Linked DNA regions of Gossypium hirsutum: region 1 is linked to region 2. The links are chromatin contacts, called in public Hi-C maps. All regions are on one chromosome and are shown on one strand. The core of a region is the stretch at or near the end of the contact, and the rest is flanking DNA. Distances in the headings are between cores, read along the strand shown.

The links. Hi-C and Micro-C count contacts between places; a contact is called where the count stands out from the background.
Region 1: a contact with region 2 is called in a Hi-C map of leaf, with 3 times the contacts expected there. The contact joins the promoter of LOC107948596 here to the promoter of LOC121203592 in region 2. A contact is called at or near these places in 18 of 34 Hi-C or Micro-C datasets (anther, callus, fibers and 4 more).

The regions. Positions count from the first base shown.
Region 1 is chrA03:18,626,865-18,629,637 of Gossypium_hirsutum_v2.1, forward strand. It overlaps LOC107948596, which reads left to right and starts at 1,395. Exons shown (of 20, transcript XM_016883210.2): 1 at 1,395-1,653; 2 at 1,768-1,837; 3 at 2,077-2,119; 4 at 2,681-2,758. The coding sequence starts at 1,533.
Region 2 is chrA03:18,485,515-18,488,380 of Gossypium_hirsutum_v2.1, forward strand. It overlaps LOC121203592 (transcription factor MYB34), which reads left to right and starts at 1,448. Exons shown (of 3, transcript XM_041096780.1): 1 at 1,448-2,866. It overlaps LOC121219118 (a long non-coding RNA gene), which reads left to right. Exons shown (of 3, transcript XR_005915840.1): 3 at 1-1,114.

The DNA of each region.
Region 1 (2,773 bases), core at 145-2,644, 140 kb after region 2:
AACTCATTTCTGTTTCCATCTTGCTTTTACTTTAATCTTACTCCTCATTCTCTTCTACTCTCCATCAATTTCTAGAACATAATAAGAAAGAATAAAAATTCTTTTCTCAACACTTTCAACTCTTGACCAATTTCCAGAAGATAAAAAAAATTAAAACTAAAACTCGTTTCTTAATAATAGATCTGTAAAATTCTCTTCTACTCTCCATCAATTTCTAGAATATAACAAGAAAGAATAAAGATTTATTTCTCAATAGTTTCAACTCTCAATCAATTTCTAGAAGATAACAGAAAAACTAAAACTAAAACCCATTTTTTAATAATAGATCTATAAAATGTGATTTGGAGAGGGAAGCTTTCTTACTCATTTTTCTTACATATAACAGATAAATAAAGGGAAAAAGCAAGAAGATAAAAAAAGAATAAGCTTAAATTAGTGGCTTTTGGAGCAAGTGAAATAGTGGACAATGGCGCCACCGGTGGTGGACTGTCAGTAATTGATTCCATTTCATGTTAAGAGAAAAGATTAGATGAAGAAGATGAGTGGTTAAGAGTGATGATGAAGAAGATGAGAAGAGAAAAGATTAGATGAAGAAGATGAGAGAGAGGGACAATAAAAAAAAGATTAAATTTTTTATAATTAGGTGGGTGTTAAATCAATTTTAAAAATAATTTTTTTAAATATAAATACATGAATTTTTATATAGTACCATATACAAAATACCCAAAAGAAATTTTCAACAAATTAATATTTGAAATATAATTTATAAAAATATCTCTTGATATTAATTTTTACCATAATATTCTTATTTTATTTGTAAATATAATTAATTTAGATATGCAAAATATGTATCAATAAAATAAATAAATAATAATTTATCTAGTTTAAGGGTTATAATATGTATTAATTCATATTTTAGGTAAAATTTTACTAAAAATTATATTAAGAATGTTATTAAATTATATAATTTTATTTTTATTTAATTATATTTAGTAATAATTATATTAAAACATGATTAAATTATTTATTATTTTAATTATAATCTTAATAAAATTTAATAACGATAATTATGTACTTAAAAAAATCTATTAAAGGTACTCTAGTTATTTTTGCCTATTTTCTTATATTATTACAATATCATTTCATTGAATCAAATATAAAAATATCATTATAATTTTATTCCATTTCATTCAATCAAACAACTAAATTACTAATTATAACTCTATTCTTTCGTAATTCTATTGCATTAGAGCCAACCAGAGTTCACTTATTTTGGTTTAATGTATAAGAAATCTGCTTTAATCAGAATCTTTATCCTAGCCAATGATCTTACGCCACGCGTTTAATTTCACGTGCCGCTTAGATACTGCAGTTTACATAATTGTAATCGACGACTAAAAGAATTTGCTTTTTGTACTTCACTTTTTTCCTTTGTCGCTTTGGCACTTCAAACATTCAAAACTCGCTTGCTCGGCAGTGATCTCTCAGTCTCTCTCTGAAGAAACCAGAGGAATCATCGGCGAAATCGAGCGATGGCCGGAGATTCTGCGACGAAAATCAAAGCCTATGCGGTGCCTGCGGTTCTATTCTCTCTTTCCATGTTATATCAGCTCGTTCTTCTCCCTCGTGCCTTTCCCCCTTCTCATTACGATGGTGAGTCCCAACTGTGTATATATATTCGTATTTTTATCAGTATATTGGACTTTGTTGCTGGAATTTTTTGGTTTAAGAAGTATAGTGATTTTTAACTTATTAAATGAGTGGTAGTTTTGGGATTAAAGACATATTGTTCAATGGAAGAAGTGAAAGAGGCGTACGAGAATCTTGAATCCAAATGGTAATTCTTCAATTTCTTTCTACTTAAATTTTTACAATCTTTTTTTAGATTGAAAGAAAAGATTGAAGAGGTTAACATATTGATTATCTCAAAATAAATAAATATGAAATATAATATATTATGACGTTTCAAAATATATGAATATCACACGGATATACGAATTGCCAGGCTTTGATTAATTTGTTGGTTTTCGGACTTTACCATTTCTTGTTCGCATGTCTTCAATCGTATTGTTTCAGGAATTCAGGACTGGAAATTCCTACTACCACTGAATTTATCAAGGTCGGTTAGTTAAACTTCTTTCTTCAATTTTATTTACTTATTTGTTTTCTTTGTTTCTGCAAAAAAAAAAAAAGAATAAGAAGAAGTTAATTCTGTTTTTTAGCAATTTATTGCTCCTAGCATTTTGAATTATTAATAGTTACGTTACTTTCTTTGCTGCCTCACTACTTGCATTTTGCTTGCGGAAGTACAAAAGAAAAAAAATTGCATATCATACATGAGTAAATACTAATATTTCTGAAGAATTTAGAGGATGTACTCCATCGGTTTACAACCATTATGCTAGAATTAATGTAGCTTCTTTGCCATTTGGTAAATTTTAATCAATTACCATCAACTATGATTTATTTTCAACCATTTGTTTTTAAGTAACTTTTTCTAAGACACAGAAAGCAAGCAGAAAAAGCAACAATCGCATGTAGTTTTAACATTGCTCCTCCATGATTAGATGAAGTCACATTTAGCCTTAGCTAAATGAACATCGTAGGCCATTATTGAAGATGCTGAGGTCAAATTATATAGTAATTCCATGAGTATATGGTGTTTATCATCTTGTTGCAGATTCGGTATGCTTATGAGCTTTTGACAAATCCCATATGGAAAAGGAATTATGATGTATTTGGAATTAATGAGCAAGATGTAAGTATTTCTCTG
Region 2 (2,866 bases), core at 198-2,697:
CTCAGCAATTTCCACTCCCAACGACATTTTTGCTTCACAGAAAGAATCACTATGTCCTAATTTACCGCAAAAAAAAAGCAAAAAAGTGATAAACGTTCATACCTAAAATGAACATATAAGCATTGTCCATTAAACATAAGCCTCTTCTTTCTTTTCAAAGAACGCCGAATGTCAACTTGGACTCTTATACGCATATAGTTACGGTTCTCCTTCCCCAAACTAGAGCCATCATACTCCATGAAGACCCCTATAAAGTTTCGAATTTGTGCTGCCAGGTTCTCAGAATAGAAGCCAATAGGGATATTATTAATTTGAACCCAAAAGGGAGAATAAATAAGAGGGACTTTTAGGGGATCTTCTCCCCACTGCAATTGATATAATAACAATAAATGATTATTGAAAGTCCAAGGAGAACCCTTTAACACCCTTTCCATATCCATAACATGAAAAAACTGAAACAAATACCTTTTTTTCTCCTAAATCTCGAATTTGAACACCCCTTACCGGATGCCACAGATTGCCCATGGTATTTTTCATTGCTTAAAGTGGATTGTACTAGCTGTCAAAAAACAACCCACTAACGTAGATACTCCCATCATCCTTTCTGCAGTTTGCTCAACTTGAAGTTGCAAGATCTCATCTTCCTCCTCATTAATTGTTAATCCAGCAAATTCTACCTCCATATTTTCCTAACAATTTCCTACCAATTACGAATGAGTATACCAAAATACTAATCAGAGAATCAAAAAGCAAATCATGCCGTTTGATTTGAACAAAGACTGAAAGAACAAAAAAACCTAAATTCTGCCAGAGAAAGCAGACAGAGACGTGCTAGGGTAGCAGACTATAGGGAGGAAGGAGAATTTACGTTCTACATATCACAGAATTAAGTATTGGAATAATTAACAAAGGTTGAGGCTTAAAATTCGTAAGTGTCTAAGATTGATTTTTGTTTTTCGTAAAATTCTATCCATATTTATTTTAATTTAAATTTCATCGTTTTTGTATAAAATTATTCTAGTTTAGAAAATTTTATATTAGTGATTCGAATGTAATAATTTTTTATATTGTAGTTGTACTCCTAACAAAATTACTAGTAATATACTTTCTTCGATTTTGGTATTGATAGAATCAGCTGTATCAGGCAATACTAATTATTATGCTTTCATGCCGATTATTGATATAAATTTTTTTATTTTTTAAATTAATTTATTTTTTTATATTTTTATATTTATATTTAAAATATATTAAATATGATTATTAAAATTTCATGGAAAATATGACCATTAAAATAAGTTATTAAACTTAATTAATATAATATTTTTAAACTATTTTTTATTTATATTTAAAAAATTAGATGTTAAATATATATAATTTTGTAAATCGAATTAAATCAATAATTTATATTATATATATCATTAAATTAGACTCTAAAATAAAATCATATTTAATTTAAATTTGGGCAATCCTTGTTTGATTTTTCTAATAACTTAAGCTAAGAGTTTATTTTTAAAAAAATTATAATTGCATTCACACTGTTGAAATAGATATAATTGCAATTAATCAATACAATGAATAACTAGATTAAGAAGCAAAATACATCTAACTTAAATTAAAATAATTCTCAAAGAACTCATTAAAATCTAGAACTTAAAATTGTTACTGTTTCTTTATTACCATTGGTGATGATTTAAGATAAAGAATTATTTTAAGAGTTTGTCTGTTTAGAATGTAATACCTCAATATTCGATCCGATTGTTAGGTTAAGGTATCAAAATATCATATTCTTTGTCAAAGTAATTATAGAAATTTCAGATTGATTTATCTTATTATTTGATTATTGAAGACCGTTTTACTCATTTTAGTAACAATTGAATTTATGAAATAACTATTTATGAGTTAAAGGATCTCATTAAAACATATATGATATTCAATCAAATATAACAAAATTTATAAAAATAACACAATTATTAAAGTTTTACAAATAAGTCCATTGGAGGACTTGCACTTTTAAAGTAGTTTACTCATTTTATGTATATTTCATATTTATTTCTAAATTGTTCCAATTAATTTAATTATTCATAAAATTTTAGCCAATATTCCAAAATCAAATCAATTAACAATTATTCATTTATTATTTTATCAATTCATTTAAACATTCTCACATGTATTAATCATTCCATCACTTATAACCATTTTGTAACATTTTAAATTCATCTACTATTTTTTCCTCCTCATCCTTTATGTATATATATTAGGATATTTAGTTTTTAGCATGACATGTTTATACGTAACATTAACTATAATTCAACTATTTACTTATGTGTTCATATCAAAGTTGTCCACTTGTGTCATAGTCACTAAATTATTTATATCTTGAGCTAAAGATTTCGAAATTAAGATTCGCTTGATGTTTTTGAAACTAGACTCAAATATATTTTTACCATAAAAATTTCAGAATTTTTACTTTATCCAACCAGTAAATTAAATTCTTCAAATTTGCCCCTATTCTGCTACTTGACAGCTTCGACCTTTCTTTACTAAAAATTAATTATCTCTTAGTACGGGGTTTAGATAATGTTTCTATTTTATTCTCTTGAAAATAGAATCATTAATAATTTAAACATATAAATTTAATCCCCTAATAATATATTTAAAATTTTTTATGATTTTCCAAACTCATAATACGAGGACTCGAATCCATTCTGACCTTATCCCACAACAAATAATATATCTCAAAATATAAAATTTCATTTCTTACATTGTTTCTTCCATGCAAAACTAGACTCAATAAGCTTTAGTTTCATATTTGATTCACCCTCTAAATCATTTCCTATTCTTTTTGGTGAATTTTCAAAATAGAGTC